Regions from separate parts of the Sus scrofa genome. Here region 1 is linked to region 2. Evidence: chromatin contacts called from public Hi-C data. All regions are on one chromosome and are shown on one strand. The core of a region is the stretch at or near the end of the contact, and the rest is flanking DNA. Distances in the headings are between cores, read along the strand shown. Region 1 holds the start of LOC110256807. Region 2 holds the start of ZRANB1 (ubiquitin thioesterase ZRANB1).

Region 1 (4,957 bases), core at 2,010-4,509, 230 kb before region 2:
AACGTACAAGTTTTCTAATTTTTGACTTTTTTTTTTTTTTTTTTTTTGGTCTTTTTTGTCTTTTTAGGGCCATACCCAAGGCACATGGAGGTTCCCAGGCTAGGGGAGTAATTGCAGCTGTAGCCACTGGCCTACGCCACAGCCACAGCAACGCCAGATCCGAGCCGCGTCTGTGACCTACACCACAGCAACACTGGATCCCCAACCCACTGAGCGAGGCCAGGAATTGAACCCAAAACCACATGGCTCCTAGTCGTATCCATTAACCACTGAGCCACGATGGGAACTCCTTATTTTTGACATTCTTACCAACATATTGTTTTCTGGGTTTTTAAAATTTTTTTTTTTTTTTTATAATGACCATCCCAACAGACATGAAGTGGTATCTTACTGTGGTATTGATTTGCATTTCCCTAACGATTAGGGAAATCTTCTCATGTGCTTATGGGTCACTTCTGTATTTTCCTTTGAGAAATGTCTATTCAAGTCTGGCCATTTTTTAATTGGACTGGGTTTGTTTTTTTTTTTTTTTTCCTGAGGGGGGATGTCTTTTTTAAAAAATTGGAGTTTGTGGAGTTGCTGTTGTTGCTCATTGGATTAAGAACCCGACACGTCATCATGAAGATGCGGGTTGGATCCCTGGCCTCACTGAGTGGGTTCAGGAACCCGTGTTGCTGTGGCTGTGGTGTAGGCCAGCAGCTGCAGCTCCACTTCGATCCTAGCCTGGGAACCTCCCTATGCCATGAATGCAGCCCTAAAAGGCAAAATAAACAAATAAATAAACAAATAAATAAATAAATAAATAAAATAAAATAATTGGAGTTTGAAATAACTCACATGTTGGAGGCAAATGGACTCAACATTTCAAAATATAGGGTATCAAGTTGAAATGACAAATGATTTTTGCTCCCAGGATGACTTTTTTTTTTTTTTTTTAAACGTTTTCAAAACAACACAGCATTTTCTAAGTTAGGTCAAATTGGTAGTAGCCATGAAAGTGGAACAAGTGATGTGAAAAATTAGCTGACGTTCCCTGTTTTCTGAGTGGAAAGAGGGCCACTCAGGACCAAAGATCATCTGTGAAATAAAGAAGCAGGAACTCGTCATGATTGTTATAGCTCACACCTAAGAAAGATAGAAACGCCTGTACCAGGAGCCCAGTACCCTGGGGGTGGGCGGGGTCCGTGTGCAGCCCAGAACTTTCTTAGGCTCGGTGACCTTGAGTCAAAACTGATGCGGAGGGGAGAGCCCTGAAGAAGTTTCTGGGGATGCAGGGTCGTCAGAAGATGGAGACCCCGAACACAGCAGGAGTCTGGCAGTTTTTCACCTGTACCGTAGACTCCGGAGCCACTCAGCTGGCCTGGCCCGGGCCTATTAGGACAAGTAGAAAACCAGCTTCGGACATCTTAGTAACTGAATTTTCTGAGCTAGTGCGTTTTAAATGCCTGGCCCGGCACTGCCAGCACTTCTAGGAGGTCTTCAGTGGGGTTTGAAAACCTATTGTTTGATGATAAAACGGTCATCCGGAGTCAAGGCCCCCACATTGCCTGTCGCACAGGCCAACCTGGGCGCAGCTTTAGCAAACGAGTAGCGAGAACTCACCCCCCGCTGCGGGCGGGCGCTGGAGTTTTAAAAATGTCAATAGACCGAGAGGCCTAGAGCAGAGCTCTTCGGGATGCAGAAGAGGGTCCAGCGGTTCGGTGGCCCTTTCTCTGGCCCCAGGCCCCAGCCCAAGTTTCCTCCGGTTGGTAGGGTGTGGTGCACTCCGGGTACGTGGGAGGCTCAACTCCGCCACTCAGATCCGGGCATGGCAGTCCCTGCGGCCTGCAGAGGCCAGACCTCACACACCCCTTCCCACGCCTTTGCTGCTCAACGTCTCAATCCAGTTCCTAACATCTCAATATGGTTTTTAAACAGATCGAGACTAAGGGCTCCATTCAGCCCAAGAGGGGCTCTTGCAGGACGCGCGGCCGATCTCAGAGACGTGAGATGAGTTTGGGGGGCTCTGGGGCGCAGGCAAAAGAGCCCTCCCAGCCCGCAGCCGCTGACTCCTTTCCGCAAACTGGGCTCCCACACCGCGGGTCACGGGCGTGCAATTTCGTCTAGGTGCGGCCGGCGCTCGGCCTGGATCCTGGTGTTCAGACACTAACCTCGGCGCGTTGGGGCGGCGCGCGAGCCCAGGTCCTTGATTCTCTGGAGCCGCTGCGGCCGCAGAGCGCCTCCGTCCCGCGAGGCCCGGAGCTCCCACCCAAGGCGAGGCTTTAAAAATAGCCCCGGCGAGATCCAAGCAACAGGAAGGAACATTTTTTTTTTTTGATGTGTAAAAAATGTTTTTGCTTCTTGTAGGGAACGCAACCGCTGCAAGTTCCAGCACACAGGGCTCCCTCTGCGCGCACCCACAGCTATCGCCGCCCCTCGGGCCAGGCGCGGGCACCGTCTCCCGGATCCGGATTTGGGGAGCGCAAGTGCCCCCTGTGGCCGGCCTGCGCCTGACCCCGCGGGCCTTGAGAAGGCACAGGCAGCCGGCGCGGGGGCCCGGGAGGAAGTTGGAGCCGTGGGGCCGGGAAGGGGGCAGGTCGTCGGCGCCGTGGGCCCGGCGGGGGCCCGAAGGAGCCAGGGCCGCCTCGGGGCGCCGCGCCGCGGTCCGCCCGGGCTCGCGTCCCCCCACGTGGCCGGCCGCCCGGGGCCCCACGTGGAAGGGGCGGAGGAGGAAGGAGGGCGAAGGCAGGGCCGGACTCCTGGCCGCCGCCGCCGCTGGACCCCCACCCCTGCCGCCAGGGCCCCAGCGTTACGCGAGGGCCTCCCGGGCGGGGCCTGGCCGGGGAGTGCCCGCCGCGCCCGGCCCCCTCGCCCGCCCGCCGCGCCTGTGTGCACTTTCGCGGAGCCACTAATCCCCGAGAGAGCCGATTTGTAGTGAAGAGTATCCGTAGGGGGCGAGGCCGGCCCATGTGGGGTTGTGTCATTGGTTTGCAAAGAGAGACCCCGCCTTTGCCCAAAAAAAAAAAAGAAAAAAGGAGAAAAAAAAAAAAAAAAAAAAAAAAAAAAAGGAGCGAGGAGTGAGCGGGCGGCGACCCTCACCTCGCCTCCCGCCTCGCTCCTGCGCAGCCAGCGGCCACCGGGAGACGCAGTCGGCGTCGCTTCTTTCCCTTTCCTTTTCTCTCCGTTTTCCTCCTCCTTCCCCGGAGGAGAAAACAAATAAAGAAGAGCAAATAGCCGGGAGGCGCTCGGCATCCAGGACGCTCCCTCCCCCGATCCAAGTTGGAATTAGCATCCTCTTGGGGGTGAGCGAAGCGCGGGGCGAGGGCGGGCCGGGGACCCCCAGCGCAGCCCCCTCCCGGCCGGCGGGCGTGGGGCCGGGACGGAGCTGGGGAGGATCGGGAGCCGGGTGGGCGGAGGAAGGGGGTGGGGTGGGTGGGGAAGTAGGAAGAGGCTCGGCGGTGAGGGGAGGAGGAGGAAGGGAAGGGGAGGGATAGGGTGGGGAGGGGAGAGAAGGGGGAGGAGAGGGAAGGGCAGTAGGGGGAGGGGCGGGGAGCTGGAGAGATTAAGTTTTTGTGTGTGTGTCCCTGTGTGCGTGTGTCATTTTAAGGTGGCCCGGGAGCGGCCCAGAAGAGCCGGCGGCGGCCCAAGGAGCGAGGGACGGAGCCGGGAGCCATGCCGCGCTGAGGGGGGGGCCGCACAGCCGCCGCCACCGCCACCGCCGCCGGGTGGGGTGGGAGGGGCGGGAGCCGCCGCCGCTGCCGCCGCCGCCGCCGCCGCCGCCGCCGCCTCCCGGGTGGGCGCCCTTCGCCTTGGACGCCGGCGGCCCAGGACGAGGTAAGGGGGGCCCCGGGGGAGGGCTGGGGCCGCCGCCGCCCCCGCCCCCGCCTCACCTGCGGCCACGGGCTGGGGGCGCCGCGCCCGCGCCTCACTGCGCCACTGGGGGAGGAGGAGGAGGGCGAAGGACACGGAGCCGGCATCCGAGGACATCTTTGGTCTGCGCCCCCGGCCCGGTGTCCCTGCTCGGCGCTTGGGGGTGGGCGCCGGCCTGGGGGTCCTTGCCCGCGCCCCCCCCCCCCGCCACCGCGGATCGCGCCCGCTGGCCGCCGTTTGCGCCAGGATTTTTGTTGTTGTGATGAGAGTTGATGAATGCGAAGTAGGCGGTCACCTTCCTTCCCATCAGGATTGGGAAAAAAAAAAAAAAAAAAAAAAAAAAAGAAACCCCGAGTGCGGCGGCGTCCGGAGGGCAGCGGCGGCGGCGGCGTCTCGGCGACGGTTTCCTAGGTGCCCCCGGCTCCCATTCCCCGAGGCCGGTGGGTGCGCGCGCGGGGGCTGCCAGCGACCCAGGCCGAGCGCGCGGCACGCCGCGGGGACAATACACCCGGATCCCTCGGGACCGGGAGTCCGAGCGCGCCGGGCCTTTCGCCTGCGGGGCGGGGGCGGGGGAGGGGAGCTGAGGGTCCACTGGGAAACCGGGGCGCGCTCGGCTCGGGGCCCCCAGGGGAGCGGCCCCTGCCGGCAGGGGATCCCGCGCGGCGCCCCGGGAGCGCAAGTGAAAGACGGGAAAGGAGGCGAAGTGGAACCCTTTTGTTTTGCCGGCCCCGCATTGTTGGCTTCTCCGGGCAGCCGGGCCACATCTGCCGCCGCCACCACCACTGCCGCGCCGGGCTCGGCCCGCCAAAGTCGCAGCGGGGCGGGGGCCCGGGGCGAGCCGGGCGGCGGGCGCGGGCGCGGGCGGGGGCCGGGCTGGCTGGGCATTTCCTCTGCCCGGCCGCGCTCCCGCCAGCACCACTTCCTCCTCGCCCGCCGCCGCTGCCGCCGCCGCCGCCGCCGCCGCCGCCGCCGCCGCCGCGAACCCGGCCCGCCGGCCTCCCCCGCCCTGGCCGCACTTTTCGGGTGGGGCGATCCAAAAAGAAAAAGTTTCGCAGGAGGGGCTGGCGGGGGCGCGCCCCGGGCCGCGGTAACTCGGCGCGGCGCAGCG
Region 2 (4,647 bases), core at 33-2,532:
TCCCCTGGCTTATGTTCTGAACACTGAGTCATCCATGTTTGATGAAAACATGGGTACCCTTGAGGTCGCACAAGTGATAAAGAAATCAACTAAAGAGAGACCTCAGAGAGAAAAGCCACTCATTATGTAACGTTTCCCAGAGCTAAAGATTTCTCTTCAACTGTGTTCCCCAAAGAGTATTTTTGTACATTAAATGTACTGACAACAAAATATCATACGGCGAGCACACAGACCAAAATACTGGGCAGAGGAGACGGCGTTTAACCTGAGGGTCTACAGAGTTACGGAAAAGGCAATCAAATAACTGAAAGACTAAATTCTCAACGAGAGAGTTTCAAAACACCAGCGTATCTCAAAGATAATGGGCCGGCTCAAACTTCCAGGCTGAACCTAAACAGGTCCCTGGTGCTTAATGCAAGTATGCATTTCAGTCCTTTTGTCTGTGAAATGACCCACACCAAGCCACAGTGGAGAAAATAGCACCCAGTCGCACTGTACAAGCGTAACTGCGAGGAGAGGGGCAGACAGTCTTTCCACCAGTTCCAGCTCCGCCTCCCCAGCCCACCCCCGTCGCCCCCACCTTTATTTCCTTAGACAGAAAAGGCGACCAGTGGAGGCCACCGCGGGAGGCGGAGAGGAAGCCACCAAGGGACCGAAATCCAAGTTTGGGAACCTGCACCAACTTGTGGCGACGGACCCAAGTATTTCGGGCCTATTGCAGAATGGGAGCAAAATCCCACTCATCTGCCCGTAGGTGGCAGGAAAAGAAGTTGGGGGGAGGGGGAATCTGGCGGAAGAGAGGTGGCCGGGCCGGCGGCGCGTCCAGCCAGCGCGGCTGATCGATGGTCGGTAAACAAGCCGGCGGACCCACCCTCCCACAGCCCCGGGCCTGTCCCCGCACCTGGAAAGCCCAAGATGGAAGCACAGCGGGGCCGGGCCGGGCCCCCTCCCCTCTCCCAGCCTGCGAAGCCGCCTCGGGGGGCGCGGGCGGGCCGCCCGGGAGACCGGCGGCCTGGGCGCCGTCAGGGAGCGAGGGGCCAGGCAGGCCGCGGCGGGGCCGCGAGGGGCCTGCGGCGGGACGCCCTCCCGGGGCCCGGTTACCTGGCGGCGGCGGCGGCGGCTCCTCCTCCAGCTCCTGCTCCTCCTCCCTGTCCGACGCTCGGCGCCCGGCGGCCGCGACGGCCGCGGCGACTCCCGGAGCAGCCCGGGGCAACGAGCCGAGCCCGGCCCCTCTCCGCCTCCCTCCGCGCCGCCGCCCGCCCCGCTGCTGCCGCCTCCGCCCTCTCCCCTCAGTCAGGACATGGTCTCCGCGGGCCCGCGCGCGGCTCCCGGCTGCGGGAGGCAGGGGCAGAGGGGCGGAGAGCAGGCGCGGAGACGGGGGGGGCGCCGGGGGAGGGGGGAGAGAGGGGGGCGGCCTCGGACGCTGCGGGCTCCTAATGGCGGCGGTGCGGGACCCCGGAGCCAAATAAACCCCACGGCAAGCTGCACAACGTCAAGGCCGGACCCCGCCGCTCGCCGCCCTGTCATTGGCCCCGAGGCCGCGAGCGGCGCAGCCAATGGGCAGCCGCCTCTTTCCGGGCGCAGAAGGCGGGCCGCGGAAAGGTGACGTCACCCCGGCGCCCGGCCCGATTGTGAGGAGCCCCGCCCTCTGTGCGGCGGCAGGCCCGCTGGGGCTGCGGGACCTCGGCGGCGGGCGGAGGGCGCCGGGAGGCGGCGGGCCAGCGCGGCGTGCGCAGGGTTTGGGGACGCAGACTGGGCGGCGCGGAGGGCGTCGTGGCAGCTGCACTGCTCCGCGTGACTCTTCCCTGCGACTGATTCACCACCCTTCTAAGTCCACCGCGAAGGCTCCCCGAGCGGACTCCTTAGTGCCCGATTCGGCCTCACTTTGCCTTAGGGAGTTTCAAAGTCTTGATACCAGGGAGGATAAAGATTTAGGTTTTGAAAGTTTAATCTTTATGTATATTTTACGTCTGTTTTTTATTCCTGCTTTCGAGACGGCTATCCATTTATGTGTGTGTATGTGTATATTTATAATGTATGTATTATATATGTACCCATATACATCATGAAAAAGCATGAAGTTATATGCCAATTATATCTCAATTAAAGAAAAAAAACTTTTAAGCCATGGAGGCTGCTTTTTGTGCAGTCTCCACTACCACCACTACCTCCTACCTAACTCTAGTTTTGGGTAAACTGATTTTCTAGTGGTTGCCTTCTCTGTGAAGTCCAAGAGTAAGAAAGAGGATATGTTATAGCCGTGGAAAAAATACAGCCAGGAGAATTAGCAGAGCCCAAGTTCTAAAGAGACTATGTTAAGGAGTTACCTGGTAGCACAGCAGGTTAGAGACCCCTCCTTGTTACTGCTGTGGCACCGGTTCCATCCCTGGCCTGGGAACTTGTACATTCCCAGGGAGGCCAAAAAAATAAAAGGATTTATAAAGAGAATATGTTATATGGTGATGTATTTTGTGTATTTCTTTTTTAATGTAACCATAGCCAGATAGTCTAAGTCATTTTGCTATTTGCTAAGACCCCATGAGTATGTCATATTTTTCTGGCTGGAAAACCGTTTTTTCCCAGTGAAATTTCACCCTGCACTTTTCACAGTTCAGATTTTATTTCGAGAGTTTGAATGACACAAAACACAGCAGCTCTTTAAAAGTTGTAAACCTCTTTAAAAGTTATCTGTTGAAGAACTACAGCGCTGTCAAAGGGCATTTAGCAGTTCTATTGAACACCTCAATAGAAAGAATGTATTTTTCAGAGTTTAATTGGATTTTTATAACTTGGGTGGAGACTATCTAGCATCACTGTACCTGGTATTCGTAGTCTCTCTTTGCATGTGTATGGCAAAGGATGTGTGAGCTACTTCACTATGGCTGAAGAGTAATAATCTATATAGCTTCCTTTCCCCAACAGTTTGTTTTGTAATTATTGATATGTTTTATCCTCGTAGCCATTTCTATGATAGATTTTCGATAACCACCACCTTTCCAGAGAAACATTATTTGCTCAAGGATGCATCAATAAATTGAAATGCAATAGTCTTTTGCCTACAAAACTTAATACACATTCTCAAACATATAACTAACACAATGGTACATAAAATTACATCACGTTATTGTGTAAGAACAAATGATTCCACCAACATGTCACTTTGAAAATATTTTAAGAGCCTTCCTGAATCTCACCTACAAGTTAGCAAGAACCACAGGATTGGGTGTTCTGCTTAACTGGGGTTGTAGTTCTTTTTGTTAAAGGAAAGGGATATTGTTTGGGTAAGCTTATTAACTCCTCGCTCAATTTAGCTAAGTACCATGTGCCAAGGAAGAACAAGCACACGAAAATGCGTAAGACACATTCCGTGTTTGGGAAAACTACAGCATAGGAAAGAGGGCAAGGCAAAAATAACCATGATTATAATATGAGGTAGAATGTGCTAAGTAGATTCAAATGAGAAGCATCTTGTAATTGAGAGGAAGAGCAGATCCAAAAATGAATATGTTAAAGCTGAAAAGGTACTTGATACCAGGCCAGTGGGTCTCAGCCCTGGCTACCCATTAGAATTACCTGAGGAACTTTTCAAAATATGCATATCTGGGCCCCACCCAGACCTACCGAAACCATCCCCAGAAGGATAGCTTGCACTGGCTATGCTTTCAACACACTCCCCAGGTGTCTAGAATGTGCAGGCAACTACTGACACTGTCCCAGCCCTGCAGCTTGCAGATTGAGAAACTAATGCCTAGAGATTTTAAGTGACTTACCAAAAGCCAGACCATCGAGATCTAAAATTAGAACACAAAGCTCTTGATTCCCCTGTCAAATCTTTTTTCCATTGCACCACATTTGTAAAAAAGATATCAGCAAATAGAGCAGGCAGCATTGTTACAATGAAGGAACTGATTTGTCTGTTTGGCACAGAGACTAAATTATCATTCTCCTTATATATATTTCTGAGAAATATTTCATTGGGAAAAAAGTATCCACTGTTGTTTTCTTTAAAAGTTCTTTTTGGAGTTCCCTGGTGGTTCAGCGGGTAAGGATCTGGCATTGTCACTGCCGTGGCACCTTTGATCCCTGGCCCTAGAACTTCCACATGCCAAGGGTGCAGCCAGAAAAAAAAAAAAAAAAGTCAAAGACCTAAAACCAAAGTAGTGGAAGTAGTGGAAATGGAAAGGAGGGGACAGAAGTGAAATAGGGAGACAGTAGAACATCCAGGGTTTGCCAGTGTCTGAATCTAGGGCGAAGAAGGAATGAAAAGTCAGAATCAAACCCAGGAGAGGAACTAGATAAGAAGGGATGTGAACTGCTAGACCAGGTATCCTGGGCTCAGGAGATGCTGACAATTTGACAGGCTGGATCTGGAGGTAAACGTCAGGGAGTTATCTAGGTAGAAGTTACCACTGAAGCCAGAGGAATGGGAAAGAAAAAGAAAGACTGCCAAAGGAAGAGGAAAAGATGGGTCAGAAAACCAGGAGATGAAAAGGGATTCTAGAAGCCAAAGGGGAGGAGAGCCTTAAGAACATAGAAGAAGACCTAGGAATCAGAAAAGAGAAAAGGTCCCTGTATTTGATAAGAGCCTTACCGACCTTCCAGAGAAGAGTTCTCAATAGGATGGTGGGGATAGAAGCCAGATTTCAA

The links. Hi-C and Micro-C count contacts between places; a contact is called where the count stands out from the background.
Region 1: a Hi-C map of skeletal muscle shows a contact between it and region 2, with 3 times the contacts expected there. The contact joins the promoter of LOC110256807 here to the promoter of ZRANB1 in region 2. A contact is called at or near these places in 5 of 47 Hi-C or Micro-C datasets (embryonic fibroblasts, liver, mesenteric adipose tissue and 2 more) and 2 of 2 datasets of contacts at active chromatin or transcription factors (alveolar macrophages and skeletal muscle).

What each region holds. Positions count from the first base shown.
Region 1 is chr14:134,487,000-134,491,956 of Sscrofa11.1, reverse strand. It overlaps LOC110256807, which reads right to left and starts at 3,259. Exons shown (of 1, transcript XM_021073633.1): 1 at 817-3,259. The coding sequence starts at 3,231. The coding sequence ends at 2,146. CTBP2 (C-terminal-binding protein 2) reads left to right here and starts at 3,152. Exons shown (of 11, transcript XM_021073631.1): 1 at 3,152-3,281.
Region 2 is chr14:134,250,562-134,255,208 of Sscrofa11.1, reverse strand. It overlaps ZRANB1 (ubiquitin thioesterase ZRANB1), which reads right to left and starts at 1,282. Exons shown (of 10, transcript XM_013983854.2): 1 at 1,102-1,282.